Linked DNA regions of Mus musculus: region 1 is linked to region 2. A link is a contact called in public HiChIP or PLAC-seq data. All regions are on one chromosome and are shown on one strand. The core of a region is the stretch at or near the end of the contact, and the rest is flanking DNA. Distances in the headings are between cores, read along the strand shown.

Region 1 (4,902 bases), core at 492-2,991, 130 kb before region 2:
GTTTTTGGTTTTTTAAGACAGGGTTTCTCTGTGTAGCCCTGGCTGTCCTGGAACTCACTCTGTAGACCAGGCTGGCCTCGAACTCAGAAATTCACCTGCCTCTGCCTCCCAAGTGCTGGGATTAAAGGCGTGCGCCACCACGCCCGGCTCCCTGTGTTTTTAAATGGTCAGAAAATACTGACCAGTAGAGATTTTTGTCTCAAGTTGTCTTCATTTACCACCAACATGCTGAATGGTCAGAGTGGGATAGAAGTGTCCCAGAGTGGTGGGAAGATTCAAGGATTCTAGTTGGAAACTGACTGCAGACTGGCAGAGTTCATCCTGGGAGGTTCATTTAATCTCTTGGTACGGAACCATTAATATATCCCCTCTGTACAAAGTTTTTCTCAATTGAATTAGAACCTAACCTTTGTCATGCTGGCTTAGTTGACACCTTGTGTGAAGCCAAGTGTGACGCTCTCAACCCAAGGAGGGGTCACTAGTGTGTAGTAAAGCAATGTTGAAGATGTTGCGTACAGGTCAGCAATACAATTTGCTGACACAGGCTGGACCTGTGGTTCACAGGGGGCCGGGGCGGGGGAAGGGAGGTCTCTGTGAGTTGGAGAGCAGCCTGGTCTATCTACATAGTGAGTTTTGGGTCAGCCAGGGGCCAACAGTGAGACTTTGTTTCAAAAATGGAAGTAGGGGGAGTCTAAGTCCTGTTTTTTGTTTGTTTGTTTTGATTTATTTATTGTTATATGTAAGTGCACTGTAGTTGTCTTTAGACACACCAGAAGAGGGCATCAGATCTCATTGCATATAGTTGTGAGCCACCATGTGGTTGATGGGATTTGAACTCAGGACTGTCAGTCAGTGCTCTTACCAGAGCCATCTTGCCAGTCCCTAAGTCCTGGTTCTTAAAGAAGATGTCCAAGCAAAGGCCCTCGTGTTGTGTTTAATATTGACTATAACTTTTGGGACTTCAAGTTACAGGCCAGGTAGTTTCCTTGATTTTGTTACTTTTTTCTTCTTCTTCTCGAAACAGTCTTAGGTTGGCTTCAACCTTCCTGCTTTCACCTCCTGAAAGCTAGGATCACAGGCATATGCCGGGTTATGAGATGAAGGGTATCAAATCCATGTCTTTGTACACTCTACCAACTGACCCCTACACCCCCAGCCTCTCCCTGTTTTTATTCTAAAAGTTCACAGTTTTACTTTACATTTGAGCGATCATCTTGAAGGCCCATGAGCAAGGATTATAACCTATGTACGCTTAACATTCATCGAATTGTCGCCTGCTTCTCTAGGTAAGAAATACAGGTCAGACACAAAATGAGGCTCTCAGATACCGGAATACATTCGGTTTTGAAGTTCATCTACACACAACAAAGTTTTTAACCCTTCCTCCTCCACCCACCGTGAGTCACCGAACTGGCGAAATATTCCACCGGCCATCTTAGTTGTGTCAGTCCAAATTCACTTCTCTTTTTTCTCTTCCGTGTCAACAATCGAGAGATTTATACCACGGTGCCCCTACGCAGGTTTTCTCAGCAGCTCCAACAGTTCCTCCGGGAAGGCTATCCACTTTCCCGCCAGCCGGGTCCAGGGCGTGGGCCCTTCCTTCGCAGCGCAACCTCCGCTGCTTTTCACTCCGCCGCGGACTCCCGAGTCTACCGCCCGCTGGGGAGGAGCCACGCCAGCCCACGCCCGCGGCTCCGCCCCCTCATTTAAATACACGTCGCCGGCGGGTGCGTCGAGCTCGCCGCGAACCCAAGATGGCGGTGTGTGGACGTGTACGGGGGATGTTCCGCTTGTCGGCGGCGTTGCCGCTGCTGCTGCTCGCGGCAGCAGGGGCCCAGAATGGTCACGGTCAGGGCCAGGGTCCGGGGACCAACTTTGGGCCCTTCCCAGGGCAAGGTGGAGGCGGCAGCCCGGCCGGCCAACAGCCGCCTCAGCAGCCTCAGTTATCGCAGCAGCAGCAGCAGCCGCCGCCTCAGCAGCAGCAGCAGCAACAGCAGCAGTCGCTTTTCGCGGCGGGCGGGCTCCCGGCCCGGCGGGGCGGAGCGGGGCCCGGTGGGACTGGCGGAGGCTGGAAGCTGGCGGAGGAAGAGTCCTGCCGGGAGGACGTGACCCGTGTGTGCCCCAAACACACCTGGAGCAACAACCTGGCGGTGCTCGAGTGCCTGCAGGACGTGAGGGAGGTGAGGAGGTGGGACGAGCCTGGGGAGGAGGGCCGAGCCTGGTGCGGGCCGGAGGGTGTCGCCGGCCTGGAAGCCGCGGATGCCGGGCTGCAGCAGCAGCTTCCCTCTGCTCTTTTCCTTCAGGGCTGTGCTCGCGCCTCTCTCTTTCCTGCCCCTCACTCCCGGGTGCGTTCGGGCAAGCGGATCCCACCCCGATCCTTCCTCCTCCGGTCCCCTAGTTCGCTCCCTGTCGTCGCGGTGTTCTGGGATCAGGACCTCGGCTCACGGCCTCAGTAGGCGCAGGCCTAAGGAGCGTGTTTTCTGTTTGCGCTCCTGTCTTTTGTGTGATGCTCTATGCAGAGCGGTTCCTCGCCGGAAAACCAGTTTAGGATTTGTTTGCTATCCGTTTCGACCTCGCCAGTTTGTAGCAATGGATTTCAACGTGGAAAAAAAAATCGGTACATTTAAACTGCTAAAGATCGATCTGCTGTTTATTTAGCAGTAGGCGCTTGGTGAGCTAACCTGGGTTCTCTTCTGGTGTGAATGTAGTCAAAAGCCGAATTTACTGTTTCTACCACATTCTTTTTTAATTGGTAAATCTTTACTATTTACCTGGTGCTGAAACTATGCTTTTTTTTTTTTTTTTTTTTTTGTCTTCACTTCCTGTGGTCAGTTTGTAAAGGACCTCATTTTTTAGGCTGTTCCTTCATGTCCCTTGGAACCCTATAAAGTCTGAGAAAGTTGCAGGCAGCATTTGATGCTATATAATAAATATAAGGTGTTTGTGGTCTGTAGTGGGGTCTTTCTGAAGTCTTAAGATAGTTGTTTTTGAGACCGGATCTGCTTGTAGCCCAGGTTGGCCGCCTATGAGAGGCATCCTTCCGCATCTGGCTGAACCACTTCATCTAGTTTGAAATAATTTTAACAGTACCTTAGTGAGTTCTTCTAGAGCTTATATTACTTGGTGTGCTCCAGTTAAAAAACATTGACAACTTCTTTTCTATATTTGATGCTGCAGACGTGAGCATATTGGTAGAAATATTTGTTTTCAAAGGTTTAGATAAACAAGATTACTCCCAAAATCTGGCAAGTAGAAAATTGCTATTTGGCCATCTCATTTGGAATACTGTATCTTCAGGATTGTTCAAGGCCATGATGTGACCACTGGTTTATAGACATTTGCTAGTCTTGCTTTAGTGTTATGCAAAGGTAAGGCCCTTTTTTTTTATGGCACATCCTGTTAATTCTGGAACTTGAGAGGAAGAGGCTGGCAGATCTCTCTCTGAATTTGAGACTATAGCCTAGTCAAAGTAGAGAGTTCCAGACCAGCCAGGGTAACAATAGGACTTAAAAAAACCAAAGTCATAAGAGGAAAAGACATACAAAATCAAGAGCCAGAAAGTTTCCAGAGCTACCAGAAATGTGGAACCTTACGTGGGTCACATGTATAGCTTGAAGATTGGAAAGTAGATATAGCCAATAGTCTTTTTTCTTTTCTTTTCTTTTCTTTTTTCTTTCTTTTTTTTTTTTTTTTTTTTGGTTTTTCCAGACAGGGTTTCTCTGTGTAGCCCTGGCTGCTGTCCTGGAACTCACTCAGTATAGACCAGGCTGGCCTCGAACTCAGAAATCGGCCTGCCTCTGCCTCCCAAGTGCTGGGAGTGTGCCACCGCTGCCCGGCATAGCCAATAGTCATAACTGTTAAACTTTTTTGGAATTTTCTATTTGATTTTTGAGGATACTTACTAGATGTTGTTTCCTTAAGGTGAGATTGTCCCATCTGTTAGTAGATACATTGTTACTGTATTGATGTAGAAATAGGATATTATTAAGGGAAAGTGGCAAAAAAAGTCCAGTTGAAGGAGTGCCTAAAGCTATGTACATTATGAACACCTATATACCTTTCCTTAGAGGAGCACTGAATGGTCTTCTGTCATGCATGTAGTGGCCCTCTCCGTCCATAAAGAACAGACTTGTCTAATTTTGGAGTCTTAACTTAGTGGTACCATTTTTCCCCCTTAGATTAGTTTGCATAAAGAAAAGTACACGCAGCTGAAAATGTAGTCACTGGTCTACCATCGGTCTCAAAATTCCCAATTCCCAGCAAGGATATTTCAGTAAATTCATTCATTCATTCTCTCTCTTTCTCTCTTTCTTTCTTTCTTTCTTTCTTTCTTTCTTTCTTTCTTTCTTTCTTTCTTTCATGTATGTGAGTACACGGTTGTTGTCTTCAGACACACCAGAAGAGGGCATTGGATCCCCATTACAGATGGTTGTGAGCCACCATGTGGTTGCTGGGAATTGAACTAAGGACTTCCGGAAGAGCAGTCAGTGCTCTTAACCACTGAGACATCTCTCCAACCCCGTAAACTCACTTTCTTTTGTCAGGGTCATATATAAACTGATGGTTGGTAGCTATGTTTCTATTTTCTTTGTGATGTTCTAGAGTACCTAGTTCAGGGCTGGAACTGGAGAATATTGTTAGCTGCTTTAGGATGAGTGAATTGATGGATGTGCGTTTATATTCCTTGGAGGGGAGTGACGTGTAAATTGGAGACCCACTGTTGGAAGGAAGGAGCTGAATATTCAAGTTGTTTTGTCTTTGTTTTCCAAGACCAACACAGGATTTCTCTGTGTAGCCCTGGCTTTCCTGCAGTCCAGTTTGGCCTCAAACTCAAGAGATCTGCCTGCCTCTGCTTCCCAAGTGCTGGGAATAAAGGCATGCTGCTTGACCCGCCCACCCTCC
Region 2 (4,854 bases), core at 1,642-4,141:
CTTTGACAGAACTACACATAACTGCTCTAGTACAGGCTAGAAGACAACCAGTATTCAGTAATATTCTACACTTTGCCAAGCTAGCAGCAAGAAGCTAATCATGCTTTCTGCTAACGAGAGAGAATGAAGTCCTTGGTGAGATGAGCGGTTAATAAGATGAGTGCAAGTCACTTTTCTCCTTCCACTGTGGTTCCAGGGATTGGAACTGAATAAATAAATTGAATGGACAATTATCTGTGTTCACAGTGTCTTATTTCCCTTTAAAGATTTATTTTTTTAAGGAGTATACAGTTTGTTTTTGTGAAACAGCTCTAGCTGTCCTAAGGCTCATCATGTAGACCAGACTCACAAAGATCTACCTACTTCTGCTTCCTGGGTGTTGTGATTAAAGAAAAGCATCATTACATGTAGCTAAGGGTTAAAGACTTGCTGATTTTCTTCTCATGCTCATGAATGTTTTACATACGTCTGTGCCCCATGTGTATGTGGTACTCATGAAAGCCAGAAGAACACACTGGATGCCAGCAGTGGTAGTAAGTGAACCAACGTGCTCTGGAAGGACAGGCAGCTTTTTGTTTTCCTTTTTTTTCTTTTTCTTTCTTTTTTTTTTTTTTTTTTTTTTTTTTTTTGGTTTTTCGAGACAGGGTTCTCTGTTCGGCCCTTGCTGTCCTGGAACTCACTCTGTAGACCAGGCTGGACTCGAACTCAGAAATCTGCTTGCCTCTGCCTCCCAGCCTCCCAAGTGCTGGGATTAAAGGCACCACTGCCCGGCCAGGCAGCTCTCTTAACTTAGCCGTTTCTCCCCAGCCCCAAAGATGTTTTTATTTCTATTTTATGTGTTTTATCTTTATGGGTGTTTGCAAATGCACATGTACCAGATGCAAATGGAAGCCAAAAGAAGGCATCAGGTCCCTTGGAAGTGGAGTTGCAGGCAGCTGTGAGCTGCCCTCAGGTAAGGGAACCAGAAACCTACAGGAGCACAAAGTAAAGTGTTCCTAACTTCTCAACCACCACTCCAGCCCCAGCATGTCTTTACTTTTATTTTTTAATTTATTTATTTTATATGAGTACACTGTCACTCTCTTCAGACACACCAGGAGAGGGTGTCAGATCCCATTACAGATGGTTGTGAACCACCATGTAGTTGGTGGGAATAGAACTCAGGACCTCTGGAAGAGCAGTCAGTGCTCTTAATCACTGAGCCATCTCTCCAGCCCTGCCCCAGCATGTCTCTTTCACACTAATTCTGATGCTTACTTGTAAAGTCAAATATAAATAAGTACATAAAGTAGAAGATGATCTGCGTCTGCTTCTTTACTGGGCTGCCCTGTGAAGGTTGACTGATTACCTGTGTATTTCCAGGTGACGTCCTCCAGCAGCAAGTTGCTGTCTTTCGGCAAGTATTTGTTAAGCCAGGCCCAACAGTGGACCTGCTGATCGGTTGGAGAAATCATAAAGAAACTGAAAATGAAAACCCCAAAATAATCAAAACCAAAAGGCAGAAAATTTACACAGATTTAGTAACATTTCTAAAGAATCCTTTCCCATTAGGGTGACTACACCCAGTGTACAGTTATACATAGTACAACTTATTCTGTTCTTATCTTTTAAGCAGAGTGAGTCTCACTTCATAGGCCAAGCTGGCCTGGAACTTCTCATGTAGCCCAGATTGGCCCCAAACTTGTGTTAAACCTTCACATTCCTGACATTATAAGTATGAGCCACCAACCCACCCTGGGTTTCTTCTCTTTATTGGCCTTTGCTGATTTGTTTACAGGTGACTAGTGATTTAGACAGGAGTTTATGAAATCGTTTCTGGGCTCCTAGGACTGTGGCCTCCTAGAGAAGTACTAATTGTTCAACATCCAGAGCCCGTGAAGTATCAGTTTAGTGGAAGGAGAAGGGCATGGCAGCTCAGCTCACCTGCGTTTGGTCAGGCGTGCGATGCTGCAGTCGTTTTCGTATCCTCCATATTCATTGAGCATGCCAGTATGAACGATGTGGCCTACAGGTACATCAAGGTCATTGCAGAAAAGGTACTGCAGACTTTCTAACGCCTCGTCCCCAGTGGACTGCAAGGCAAGGTTGAGGTGGGGACAGTGAACACAGGAGCACCTGACCGCACTGCCCGACTGAGGGAACTCAAAGATACAACCTACATGGCACCATTTGCAGGCTTACTTTCCTGTAAGCCACAAGGAAATCTAACCATCAGTACTTATGATAAACATGTCTTACCAAGTTAATTAAAAACTGCTACAGGAGCTAAACTTCAGAAAAATGTGATTATACAGTTGAAACACTAAAATAGTGTAGAGTTCTTCCAGAATCAGTTTTGAGGTAATAAGTGAAAAATGGGCATTTGGGAGCTAGAGAGGTGTCTCCGTGGTCAAGAAAACTGGCTACACGTCCAGAAAGAAATCTTGAGTTCAATCTTAGCAACCACAGGGTGGCTCACAGCCACCTAAAACTAGAGTCTCATGAGATCCAGTGTCCTCTTCTGGTATGCAGATATATATGCAGACAAAACACTCATACACAAGCAAGTCTTTGCTGGGCTGGCGGTGCACGCCTTTAATGTCAGCACTTAGAAGGCAGAGGCAGGTGGATCTCTGAATTGGAGGCCAGCCTGGTCTACAAAGTGAGTTCCAGGACAGCCAGGGCTACACAGAGAAACCCTGTCTGAAAGAGAAGAGAAGAGAAGGGAGGGGAAGGGAAGGGAAGGGGAGGGGAGGGGAGGGAGGGGAGGGGAGGAGAGGGAAGGGGAGGGGAGGGGGAGATCAAAACAAACATTTTGGGGGCTGAAGAGGTGGCTCCTTGGTTAAGAGCACTGGCTGTTTGGTCAATTCCCAAGCACCCGCATGGCAGCCCACAGCCATTTATAACTCCAGTCCCAGGGGAAGCCAAGGCTGCCTTCTGGCTGGCTTCCTCAGGTACTGCATGCACACGGTCAACAGGCATACATTGAAGCAAAATAACTATATGTATATAATTAAAAACATGAAAATACATGAAAGAAAACACTCAATAAGTAGAAAATGTTTCCCCAAACTTTAATACTTACAGTTATTTCAAATTTTGTGAAAGAGGACATGTCAATGACACACACAGCTTCCTTGCAGCATTTGACTTCTGACTCCACAATATCAAACCAATCTGGCTTGTAGAAAGTCTTGCTCTGTTCTAATGCAAGAAGGTCTATGAAGCAGAAAAAACACGGTGGAAAGTAAAGAGTTTTGACACTGAGAAGTCTTCATATATTTTATTATGGCCTACAGACTCTTTTCCTTCCAGGAACCCATTCTAGCCAAAGGCACTCACTAAATACCAGTTTTAAGGCAGGGTAGAAGCAACTGTCTCAGTAGCTGAAGAGCTTGCTATGCAAGCATGAGGACTTGAGTTTGGATTCCCAGCACTGATATAAAGCTGGGATTAACAGTGAACCCTGGTTAATCCCAGAAGTGAGAGGATTCTGTGGCTTGTTGGCCAGCAGTTTAGCCAATCAGTCAACTCCAAATTCAGTGAAAAAATCTGTCTGAAAAAGTAAGGTGGAGTACAGAGAAAACATAAATCTCTGGCCTATACGAGGGTGCACATATACACATGCATACAACACACACACAGCCAAGGGTGGTTTCTGCCTATGATCCCAGCAATTGAGATGCCAAAATAAGAGGGCTGATCAGGATTCAAATCTGACCTAAAATATAAAGTAAGTTCTAGGCTAAAATGTGAGATTCTTAAAAAAGAAGACAGACAGACAGACACATTCCTACCCTTGTTGGGTGGAACAAAGTACTTTGGCCTCTCAAATCCATGTTTCTCCATCCATCTGGCTCCTTGAGCATCCAGCCGGTCATAAAGAGGAGATGTACGTAACTGCCTTCCAGTCTGGAAATCCCAACGGGGAACCTTCAGATCATATATCAGAGCTAGAACAGATAAACACTCTGTCAGCTGGACCTGGAAGCACAGGCTTACAATTCCAGAGACCTGGGTGGCTGAAGTAGAAGGACTTCAAGGTTCCAGCCAAGCCAAGCCTGGGCAGCTTGTGATGGTTTGAATTAGAATGGCCTCCATAGACTCATATATTTGAAAGTTAGGTTCCCAGCTGGTGGAACTCTGTGGAAAGGATTAGGAGGTGTGGCCTTGTTAGAGAAGGTATGTCACTGGGGGGACTTTGAAGTTTCAAAGCCCACACCAGGTCCAGTGCTATCTCTGCCTCCAACTTGCAGATAAAAATCAGCTACTGTGCTAGTACCAGTCTTGCCTGCCTGCTCCATGCTCCCCACCATAATGGTCAGACTCACTCTCTGAACTATGCACAAGCCCCCAGTTAAGCAATTCCTTTATAAGTTGCCTTGGTCATGGTGTCTCCTCATAGCAAGAGAAAAGTAACTAGGACTGCAACTTAACAAGTCCCCAACTCAGAGTAAAAATCAAAAACCAAGCAAGAGACTGAGGCAGATGGACTTGCTTAGCATGCATGAGGCTCTGGGGCTCAGTTCCCACGACCATAAAAAAAGGGGGTAGAGTCGGGGTAAGAACAACCTCTCTGCAGATACAAGCACTGGCTGTCCTTCCAAAGGATCTGGGTTTATTTTCCAGCACCCACATGGTGGCTCACAATTGTTCTCTAACTCCACTTCTAGGGGATCTGATGCCCTCTTCTGGCCTTCATAAGTATCAGGCATCAAAGTGGCACACAGGCATACACAAAAGCAAAATATTCATACACATCAAATTTTTAAATAAATTAAAAAAATTTAAAGCCAAGCAACAGTAATGCACAGGCCTTTAATTCCAGTAGGTGCAGTTGGATCTCTGCGTTCAAGGTCAGCTTGGTCTAAGGAA

The links. HiChIP or PLAC-seq counts read pairs in DNA pulled down with a chosen protein or histone mark.
Region 1: an H3K4me3 HiChIP or PLAC-seq map of the 230-238 cell line shows a contact between it and region 2, with 27 read pairs. The contact joins the promoter of Glg1 here to the enhancer-like site in region 2. A contact is called at or near these places in 3 of 15 datasets of contacts at CTCF or cohesin (embryonic stem cells, pro-B cells and stem cell-derived epiblast-like cells), 7 of 484 Hi-C or Micro-C datasets (the HPC-7 cell line, bone marrow-derived macrophages, embryonic stem cells and 1 more) and 8 of 115 datasets of contacts at active chromatin or transcription factors (the 230-238 cell line, the HL-1 cell line, the SCID.adh cell line and 2 more).

What each region holds. Positions count from the first base shown.
Region 1 is chr8:111,256,049-111,260,950 of GRCm38.p6, reverse strand. It overlaps Glg1 (golgi apparatus protein 1), which reads left to right and starts at 1,741. Exons shown (of 26, transcript NM_009149.3): 1 at 1,741-2,180. The coding sequence starts at 1,755.
Region 2 is chr8:111,122,823-111,127,676 of GRCm38.p6, reverse strand. Pdpr (pyruvate dehydrogenase phosphatase regulatory subunit) reads right to left here. Exons shown (of 18, transcript NM_198308.1): 11 at 3,777-3,932; 12 at 3,065-3,198; 13 at 1,924-2,072; 14 at 1,349-1,461. It overlaps 9430091E24Rik (RIKEN cDNA 9430091E24 gene), which reads left to right. Exons shown (of 3, transcript NR_040364.1): 3 at 1-233. Among named protein-coding and RNA genes, the nearest start is that of 9430091E24Rik, 20 kb to the left of the region's middle. Within about 2 kb of position 2,891, at least 2 of the 459 cell types and tissues checked have an H3K27ac peak or open chromatin away from gene starts, as enhancers often do. A contact at or near this core is called in the 230-238 cell line and pro-B cells, where this site is marked.